3 separate regions of the Mus musculus genome follow, and regions 2 and 3 are each linked to region 1. Evidence: chromatin contacts called from public HiChIP or PLAC-seq and promoter capture Hi-C data. All regions are on one chromosome and are shown on one strand. Each heading gives the region's core, a stretch centred on a gene start, on an enhancer-like site or on the middle of the called end of the contact. The rest is flanking DNA. Distances are from core to core; before and after follow the strand shown.

What was found. Promoter capture Hi-C pulls out the DNA fragments that hold promoters and counts their contacts. HiChIP or PLAC-seq counts read pairs in DNA pulled down with a chosen protein or histone mark.
Region 2: a contact with region 1 is called in a promoter capture Hi-C map of pre-B cells. The contact joins the enhancer-like site here to the promoter of Gzf1 in region 1. A contact is called at or near these places in 6 of 39 promoter capture datasets (the 3T3-L1 cell line, the C10 cell line, the HPC-7 cell line and 1 more), 8 of 115 datasets of contacts at active chromatin or transcription factors (the 230-238 cell line, acute myeloid leukemia, bone marrow-derived macrophages and 4 more) and 2 of 9 other capture datasets (adipose tissue and liver).
Region 3: a contact with region 1 is called in a CTCF HiChIP or PLAC-seq map of the NIH/3T3 cell line, with 10 read pairs. The contact joins the enhancer-like site here to the promoter of Gzf1 in region 1. A contact is called at or near these places in 3 of 39 promoter capture datasets (the 3T3-L1 cell line, hippocampal neurons and pre-B cells), 1 of 15 datasets of contacts at CTCF or cohesin (the NIH/3T3 cell line), 2 of 115 datasets of contacts at active chromatin or transcription factors (the NIH/3T3 cell line and bone marrow-derived macrophages) and 1 of 9 other capture datasets (adipose tissue).

The regions. Positions count from the first base shown.
Region 1 is chr2:148,679,183-148,682,413 of GRCm38.p6, forward strand. Gzf1 (GDNF-inducible zinc finger protein 1) reads left to right here and starts at 1,938. Exons shown (of 6, transcript NM_028986.3): 1 at 1,938-2,033. Gm46771 (a long non-coding RNA gene) reads right to left here and starts at 1,762. Exons shown (of 2, transcript XR_001783505.2): 1 at 1,643-1,762; 2 at 1,096-1,263.
Region 2 is chr2:148,327,072-148,330,382 of GRCm38.p6, forward strand. No RefSeq gene overlaps it. Among named protein-coding and RNA genes, the nearest start is that of Gm39957, 63 kb to the right of the region's middle. Within about 2 kb of position 2,035, at least 3 of the 459 cell types and tissues checked have an H3K27ac peak or open chromatin away from gene starts, as enhancers often do. A contact at or near this core is called in extraembryonic endoderm stem cells and pre-B cells, where this site is marked.
Region 3 is chr2:148,288,403-148,291,640 of GRCm38.p6, forward strand. No RefSeq gene overlaps it. Among named protein-coding and RNA genes, the nearest start is that of Gm39957, 100 kb to the right of the region's middle. Within about 2 kb of position 1,804, at least 18 of the 459 cell types and tissues checked have an H3K27ac peak or open chromatin away from gene starts, as enhancers often do. A contact at or near this core is called in the NIH/3T3 cell line, where this site is marked.

The DNA of each region.
Region 1 (3,231 bases), core at 688-3,187:
TAAGTGTAGATAAATGTTAAGTGTTGCAGCTCTGAAGTGAAAGACTTGCCCTATAGAAATGTCACTGCCTGCTCTGCTGGGGAGACTGGGAGTCTAACAGCTGTCTGTTCTCTGTTCTAGGGAAAGTGTTACAGCTCACTGCACAGCAAACCTCACATAGATTTCGTTAGAAAACTCCAGGAGTAAAGCTGCCTCTGCTCCAGGCTCCAGGGAGAAGCAACAACAGTGAGCTGAATCATAGACCGGGGGTGGGGGATGGGGGGTGGGCGGGCGGGAGGAGCTGTTATACCGGATTTCTTAGGGGAGGAGCTTTTCAGGGCAGAGATTTCCGGGGTCAGGATTTCTGGGATTTCAAATCCTGAGCTTGGGGAGCTCAGCGATTGGTGAGTTTTCCTGCTCAGGGATTGGTGGCTTTTCCCCCACACCCCTTTTGTTCACTTGGCCCATGGATCTGGATGGGAAAACTATCCATGCCTCAGGCGGCTTTGGCTGAGGTGACATCTCCCAGAAGCCAGTAGTGGGAGACAGAAGAGGAGGTGCGGTTGTCAGGGCAACTCCTAATTGCCCCCCACCCCCACCCCACCCCCCTGCTTAGGAACGACAATATATACCTTTCCACCAGTCCAACTAAATGCACTCAACTTTCATCCCACAGAAATGTCGGGGCCCCTTGCTGGTCCAATAAAGCAGTCTCAGCCTGTTGAGCTAGAGTTTAAATACTTCTGTCTCATTTTTCGTACACATAGATTTCCCTTTTGAATATGCTCAGTTTATTCACACAAACACTCCCTATAATACCATGCTATTATAAAGATTAAGGGACTCCCAGCTCAGGGTTGGTTCATCAGCATATCGAAGCCTGCTTGGCTCATAGGAGCTGCCATGTGGTTGGCTCCATAACACATCTTGAAAACATTACATTATTTCAAATCACACAAAATGGTTTTACTTATATTCCAAACTGGGTTGTAAATCGAGATTTCATTCTTCTGTGTAGCAAAACAGTTTATGGCTTATCACACACACACACACACACACACACACACACACACGTGTATTCCAAGATATAATCATCAATATCTATTGAAGTCATAGTTTAAACTAACTTCACCTTGTAAGAACTTTTATTTCAGGTAATTGGCTTAATTCAGTGGCTAGATCGCCTCTTTGCAGCAGGAGCTAGTTAAAAGAACAAGGCATTTGGGAAGTTGAAGGAGCTATCAATCTCGTGGGCATTTCTACTTGAAATAGCCGGCTTCCACCCTAGAGAAAGACACGGTCTGTATTAAGACAGAGGCCAGTTAGTTTTCTAGAGGATTAGATATATTTTAAAGGGAGGAAAAAGCACTGTTTCGCTAAACTAAATGTTCAACGAAAGAAGTGACCAGAGACATTCTATTCTCAGCAAGAAGAGGTCTAGCTGGCTGGTGGCAGTAGGGAGGCGACTTCGTAAAGCTTTAGCAGTAGGTGGAAGCATGATCAACATTTACCGGGAACTGGAAGTGTCAGGCAGGATTTTCTAATGACCAGGTTTTAATTAAGATCATGAGTGGGATTTAAAGCGGAATGATTCAAGAAATACAAAGCTGCGCCAGCCTTCCCATCCCACCCCGGCCGTGCCCTACGCCAAGACTTGACCCACCGAGGCACCCCGGAAGGCTAGAAAAATCCTGCTTCCAGCAACCTGCTGACCAATGCCTAGCTGCGCAGCTGGAGCTTGTCCCAACTTTGTCAAATAGCTCTGCCCCCAACCACTGCGGTGTTCTGCGCAGGCGCGGCCTTGGATAGACGCTGGTGGTAAATCCGGGATCTGCTAGCTAGGGGCCCTGCTCAAACTCACGTAAGATCACGTAACCAACGGCCGGAACCGCCTTTGCAGCTGGAGGTGCGCGCGCAGCGCCTTCCTAGCCTACGGGGGGCGGAGCCCACTAGGGGGCGGGGCGCGCTCGTGGCGACCAATCCGCGGACCCTGCGGTCCGCTGTCCCTGCTGGCCTGGGCCAGGGTACGGGTCCGTGGAGGCACTGGCTAAGAGGTGAGCGTGCTGCCGACTGGTTCGTCTTCTAGGCTGTCCTCTGTCTTCTGTCCCTTGGAGCGGCGGGCTGTGGGGGATGTAGGCACAGGACGGGGAGTACGGGGGTGCGGCGGGACAGGCCGAAATGACCACGCAGGCTGGACTCTGGAGGCCGGAGGAAGGGCTGGACCTTGCCGCCAGAGTTCATTCTCCCTGCGGCTTTGGAAGATCATCGGTGGTCCGGGACTCGGGGTAGCCAAGGTGGGGTCAGAGGTGGTGCAGTCAGAGAGGCCACCGACACCGACCTTTATTCCCTGCCTGAGAGCCAGGATCCCTCTAGGGTGGGCAGGCTGCGGAGAACAGCGTCTCCTGGAGGCCTGGCCTGGGAGTCCCGACCCCGGGACTACTAGGCGACCTTGGTGAGGAGGCTAGGCCCACCCTGAGACGGCCGAATGCCAATGAGTTACAATGGAACACAGCTGTCACTAGACCTCAAATAGCCGCTCGCTATGACCGGTGTCTGCCCCCAGGGGAGGTAAACAGGGAAATCTGCTCAGGGCCTTCTTGGCTGATGGTGAAGTCGCTGCCAGATCTCCTGGAAGAACTTCGATTTCCCTTGAGGGACCAGGGCGAGGTGTTAGGAAATCAGGCTGGCCGTATGGGCATCGGGCCAAGAGGGGTCTTCAGCTTTAGTCTTCAGGCTGGGGCCGGGGATTCTGAAGAGCATTGGCCCTTGAGTACTTGCCTCTTGTCTCTCTCATACCAGTATTTCCTTTATTTAAGCTTCCTCTGTAGGTAGGTAGTGTTCCCTGTAGAGTCCCCTTTAGTCAACATGACATTCCACAGGTGCCAAATTTACAATTGCACTCTCTAGGAGTCTTTTCTGTGTTTGAGACTGGAGATTTTGGGTAGTGGTCTCTTGAATGAAATGGAGAGGCAATGGCAGATCCAGGTAGACATATGGAATCCAAGGTGATGTCTAGCGTCAGGTGAAGGAGATCTAGGAATGCTCTGGAGGGTGGAGACTTGGAGACCCATGTAAGCCTGGAAAAGGAAGTTAGATTCAGAGACAGAGGACTCTGAGAAGAGTGCACAAAGCAGAAGACAGGAAGTTGGGCTAGCATTTTGGAATCCAGGACAGGAATCTTGGGGGATATGTTAACTGCAGGGGAATAACCTTTCATTTGGTGAAGCTGGAGTTGAGGGGGTTGTTGACAAA
Region 2 (3,311 bases), core at 785-3,284, 350 kb before region 1:
ACCCTCCCCCCCCCCCACACACCACAAGAAAGAAGGCTTGAAAATGCCCCTCAGAGGCTCCTCAGGGACATACACAGGGATATTCCACAAGAGCAGAAACTCAGAGTCTGCTATTGTCCTGCTGAAATTTGGGAGTAGAACCCACTATGTCTCTATTTTTGCTCAGCATATTAAACTTAGTATGTAACAAGCAAGTCAAAAACTTTGAGAATACTTCCATTCTGAATGATGCATGTGTGGGAGGAAGATTCCCACAAGGGAGGAAATGACCACTGCTATGAATTTCTTTGGCTCTATGCAAAAGTCAAATGAGGATAGTCAACAGTAACTAGTCGTATGTAGAGATACAGGACAGTAGTTCTCAACTGTGATGATTTTTCTCCTCCAAAGGGCATTTCACAATGCCTGGAGACATTTTTGGATATCTTAACTGGAAAGAGTAAGAGGCTACTGGCACCCAGTTGAAAGAGAGCAGAGAGAGACATTTCTGAGCAACCTGTACTATACAGCCAGCCTCCTGTTATAAATATTCATACTGACCAAATGGTCAGTAGGATCCAAGCTCAGAAACCCTTCTCTACAGTTATTTGAGTAGAATTTAAACTATTTCCATGCCAGAGAATACCATATGGAATGCAGCAAGAATTCTTAGTCTGCCAGGGATATAGATGGTTTGAAGGATTCCTCACATTTTTAAATCTATTTCTGTACCCCAGCAATCATCTGAGGTGGATCATAAAACCCAATAGAGAGACTCTGTGGTATTGTTGATTATAGAAAACCATTCAGTCATCATGAGAATGATACAGCATGTGAGACTAGCCCAAGCTTCATCCCACAGTCTCAGCATGTGAGAAGCACTCTGTCTGCGGTTCTGGCATGTGCAAAGTGATTCTTGATTCCCCTGCATTACACTTAACGCATAAGGGCATGGGCAGCAACCACAGACAATGTTTCAGCAGAGTGTCATGGAAGGAGAGATGGACGAATGGGACCATGCCTTCAGGGAAACATAGCTTTACAAGTGTATGAAGGGTTAATGAATGTTAAAAGTTAAAATAACTAAAGAAATCGAAAATGAACATGTATCAAAGGTTTTATTCAGCTGTTCAATTAGGGAAGGAACTAGTAAGATTCCATCAGAGTCTGAGGCAAACCCCAATAAACACCAAAAGTACTTAAGCTGGTAAATCAGGGTTTCTAGAACAAATGTATAAATAATACCAAACCGGCATTTTCTGCAGAGTTCAGAGAAGGGAGTTTCAAAGTCCTTATTTAAGACAGAAATTGTGTATCCATGGATAAATGTCTTTCTTGGTATTTTAAGTTATCAACAACTTAGTTGCTAAGTAACTCAAAGACAATGAATGGTTCAGAGCCCAGGAGAGCCAGACAAACAGGAAGATATGTTTAGATGATACTTGTATTCTGTAGAAGATATCCCAAAAGGTTTGGTCCATATCAAAGTTCTTGGCAGTTTTCCTTACAGAAGCTTTTGTTATTGCTGCTTCTGGGGCTATTATGATGTGGTTTTCCTGGTTGGAATAAAGGAGAAAATTTGGCACATCAGGAAGAGATCAGAGAATTGATGGGGTAAAGCTTTCTGAATGTGTAAGACATCGGAAGATTCAGTAAGAAAGTAGAGTTAGCAATATGGCTCTGACATGGTAACTGCTCCTGCTTAGAAGTGATCTCACTGTAGAGTGGTATGTCTCCAGGATATGCTGTTCCTGGATCCCAAGGTGACTATAGGTTTAGTACAATATGTAGAAAGGGGACAAACAGTCACCTTTTCAAGAATAGGACATTGTAAAAAAAAAAAAAGAAAGAAAGAAAGAAACAAAACAAAACAAACAAACAAACAACTCTGGCAGCTAGATATCTTAGTTACTCTATTTTTTGTGCCTTTAGCCTTCAGCAGAGATAAGACAAATTAGGTATCATCAGATGTTATACAAGCACTTATGAAATGATTAACAAGTGACATGGCAAACAGGCTCCAAGCCAAAGCAAAGGAGACAGACAAAACATGAAGGCAGAGACAGGAGAATTTAATCGTGCTTTGGTTGCCCTGAGTCCCCAAGCAAGGAGTAAATGCTTTTCAGCAGAAGCCACTTCTAAGGACTTGTTACAGTTCCTCGGGGAAATACAAAAGGAGGAAACAGACTGAGGATAAAATGCAGAAAATGGATGTTAGACTTGTTAGTGATGCCAGGAAAAGTTAAATGGTCACCCTTAGAGATTAGGAAAAGATAATAAGATAGGGATATTTGCTGAAATGAGATTGGAATCAGTGAAGGCCAGCTGTGATACATGTGAACAACTTTACAATACAGCCAGAGTCACTGGCAAAGGGACAGACAGTTCAAGGAACACAACAGAAAAACAGACACAGACCCACAGAAAGGAAGGCACAAAAATCAGCTCCAATAAAGACAGTTTAAATAAAAGTTTTAGAGTGATTGGACAAAATAATGACTTCATCCCCTTGATGGAAATTAACATGTATCACAGACCTAAACATGAAAAGTACAACTGTAAGCCTTTTGAATGAGAATTTTTTTAGGTTTTTTTAGGTGAAGGATTCTTAGAGATGGTATTAGATTAGAATCAAGAGCATGAGCCGGGCATGGTGGCACACACCTTTAATCCCAGCACTCGGGAGGCAGAGGAAGGTGGATTTCTGAGTTCGAGGTCAGCCTGGTCTACAAAATGAGTCCCAGGACAGCCAGGGCTATACAGAGAAACCCTGTCTTGAAAAACCAAAAAAAAAAAAAAAAAAAAAAAAAAAAAAAAAAAAGAATCAAGAGCACGGGATAAATCTGACATCATCAAAACTAAAAAGCTTTTGTTTCCCTGTTAAAAAGAGTAAATGACATGCTTAGGTTTGTGGGTGGAACACTCAGTGGGTAAGGCACTTGCTGCACACGGGTGAGAACTTGAGTTCGAATCTCCAGAATCCAGGTAAAGCCAGGTGTGCACCTGAAACCACAGTGCTCCCAAAGTGCTCCCACAGGGAGATGACTGGCAGAGAGAAAAGAATGCCCGGAAGCTTGTTGGCCAGGTATTTTTGTGGACACAGCAATGAACAATAAAGAGACCCTGTCTCAAATAAAGTGGATGAAGGGGACTTATACCAAAGACTGTCTTCTGACACCTTGGCATGTGTTCATCCACACTCACACACATGTACACACACACACACACACACACACACACACACACACACACACACATGGAACACTTTATTGACTGAAAGAAAATATTTATAAATAGCAGTGCAAAAATGGTTAGTATGCAGAATAAATAAA
Region 3 (3,238 bases), core at 554-3,053, 390 kb before region 1:
AGATACTCTGTGCAATATGATCATTAACTCATATAAACATGTCTCAGAGAAGACAAAAGTGTGAGTAATTTCATGTTCTGGTCACCACACAGCTGGAATTCAACATTGGAAACGATCATAGATTTATAGCACTAAGTGCTGGCTATTGGGGGGGGGGGGCTTCTTCTCAGGACCTTCATTTCATGACTCTTCCCTCACCCTTTGCTTAAATGCTACCACATTCAGGACACTCAGCATACCCAGAACAGTGTGTCTCATCTTCAGTTACCTCTGCTGTCTAGGCGTCTCCTCAGAGTGCCTTGTTAAGTTTCCCCATACTTATTGCTTGCCTCCTAAATGGTTTTGCTGTCTTGTGGAACCTCCAGTTTATGCTATTCAGTTGAATCTTAAATGTATAAATAAATCAACAGGGTTCTTTACCTAGAAGTTAATGATGGTAGCAACTGGAGATTCACCCTGCTCAGCACCTATAAAAGACTGGGATGTGGTCATCTATATAAGAAGCAAGGAAATTGGAGTATCCATCAACACCATCCATTACTGGACATGGGCTATAGATAGGAGATACATTGTTATTCTGCTTCTCCACATTACCATATAGACAATATAAATATGTTCCCACAGTCAGAACAAGTGCACATCAAGGTGCTTTTGTTTATAGTAATGATTTCTCATAGGTGGTGTGCAAGGCTCCAGCAACATCTTTAGCAGGAAAACTATGTGCATGCAGCTATATGTGTCAACATAAAGATCTCAGTCACTGGAAAGCGGAAACAGAAGAGACATCTATTTTACAGAGTCACTTTGAAGGAAAGACACAGTTTTTTCTATCATCAACAACAATAGTGTAAATAACAGGTGTGTAGTTATTTTATCAGATGTTGTCAAGGCAACACTAGCTGTTTCTATGGCTGTTCTCTGAAATAAACATGCTCAAAATCAAGAACACCTGGGGCCAAATGTAGTAGAATGAAGGCAAGAAGTATTCTCACCACTCCTCTTTCTTCTCTAAGGGACATTCCAAGCTGCCACTACCTTCCCAACTGTTGGTCACCCCAGACATCATGGAGAGGCTGCTGATAATATACCGAGACAAACTTGGAAAATAGAGTTCCTCCATCAAAACCCTTCTATGCCATTCTTTAATCCTAGTACCTCACAAGTTGTCTACATTCTTGTTTTTTCTTACAACTTTTGAAGGTACAGTCATGAAGATCAAGTTGAGAAATGAAAGAGAATGGTACTCTGTGAGGGCATTGTGGGAGAAGAGGTTTTGGTTTTTGTTTTTGTTTCCTCTCTTCTCATTCCAAAGCACAAGAAACTTTACAAATTCATGGCTGTCTGTGGAGTTAATTGCAGTGGGGTCCAGTTAGATAAGGAATTTCTCCCTATTATTATTTGCCATGTGCAGCCCTACCAGAATCTAACGGTTAAGCCAGAGCTTCTGAATTTATCCATCCTTCCCAGTTAGGCTTTGCATTTCAAACTAGGAGGACTAGGAGGAGGAGGCACAGAGGAAAGGGCAAACATAATCTTGTCCAGCCAGTTGTACAGATGGAGGAGTGAGAGATTTGGAGAAATGGTGATTTTGATTGTTAGAGAATAAACTGAATTAAATATTAACTTCCAGAAGAAAGAATGATCTCTAAGTCTAGACATCTATATTAGTCTTAGGCCACTGTCAGCCCAGTTTTTTATCTCTAAAAAATCCTCAAAAGAGTAACCATGATCTCTTAGATGAGACTAGTAAAATGAACCTAGCTAGACACAATGACATTTCCCAGCTAGCTTGATCATGAATCACTCCTTTCTCTAAGGACCAACTTGATGTCTCCATGAGAACCTCCCATTTGCACCGCTGTTCATCTATCATTTGGAAATAAAAGCTGTTTGCTTCTTATGTGAGCCAACACATAGATTAAACTGATAAAGAAAATTACAAGATGAATAAGTGCAATTTACTTGTCAAATAGAAATGGCTCCTTGTTTTGTTGAGCTTCTCCCTGCAGGAAAGCTGTGGTGTTAGACCTTTGCAGGAGGACAAGGCTGGGGCCAGTCTGAAGGTAGTTTGAGGGCTGGCGGAGCCTACAATTATAATGGACTAGGAATTCCCTATCCAGCCAAAGAAAACAAGAAAGAAATCTCTCCGTATACTTTCCACTTTAATGACAGTTATATCACTGCAGTGAAGGAGCTACGAGGGAAAGTGAAACCAGCTTAGCCTGGAGCATCAGGATGCTGAAGTCTGTAGAGACTAAGTGCATTTCTTTCTTTTTTTTTTTTTTTTTTTTTTTAGGTTGCATTTCTTAAGTGAAGGAAGAGTATACTGTAAAGTATGTATGAATAATAAGGACTACCAAACAAACCAGAAATGCAGAAGAAATCCTTTAAATTACTAGAAAGCTACTGATGTGTGTACATCCATATACAAGGATACACAGGCATACACATGTGCATATACACATACAATGTATGTAGATCAAAGAACAGTAACATGAAACGAAAAAAGACAAAAGAACAGAAGAAAGAAAAAAACAAACAAAAGGTAACCAGGAGCAAATGAAGGAAAGGAGAATATTAGGGACAGATAAACAGTCTCAAAAGTCAAGCTCGGAACACGTGAAAATTAAAATATAATGTTCCATCAGTACCACACCAGTGTTCAGATGTAGTAACACTGTGTGTCAGATACCATGCCTGTTAGAAGAAAGGCTTGCCTAGTGAGGGGTGCACAGGAGGACCAAGAACAAAGAATGGTGATTATGAGCCAGGAGAATAATAGACAAAAGGAATGTCAGAGTGCACTGTGTATCAGACTACGAAGCTACGTCAGAAACTGATAAACTAGGGTGAAGAACAACAAACGCTAACACAAATGTACAATGACCATACAACTGCATCTTATCACTGTTCCCGTTAGCTTTCCTGTAACCATAATAAACACTATGACTAAAAACAACTGAAGGAGGAGTTTATTCCAATCACAGTCTGCCATTGATGGAAGTCAGGGCAGGAACAGAGGCAGGAACCATGAAAGAAATGTTGCGTAGTGGCTTGCTCTTCATGGCTTGCTTAGCCGACTTTCTTGTAAATTCCAGAATCACCTGCCCAGAGATGGCCCTGCTTACAGTGGACTGGGCCAGCCCACATCAATCAAGTATCGAGAAAATGTTCCACAAATGTGCATGCCTACTGGCTAATATAATGGAGGCAATATCTCGAGTGTTCTCTCTTCCCA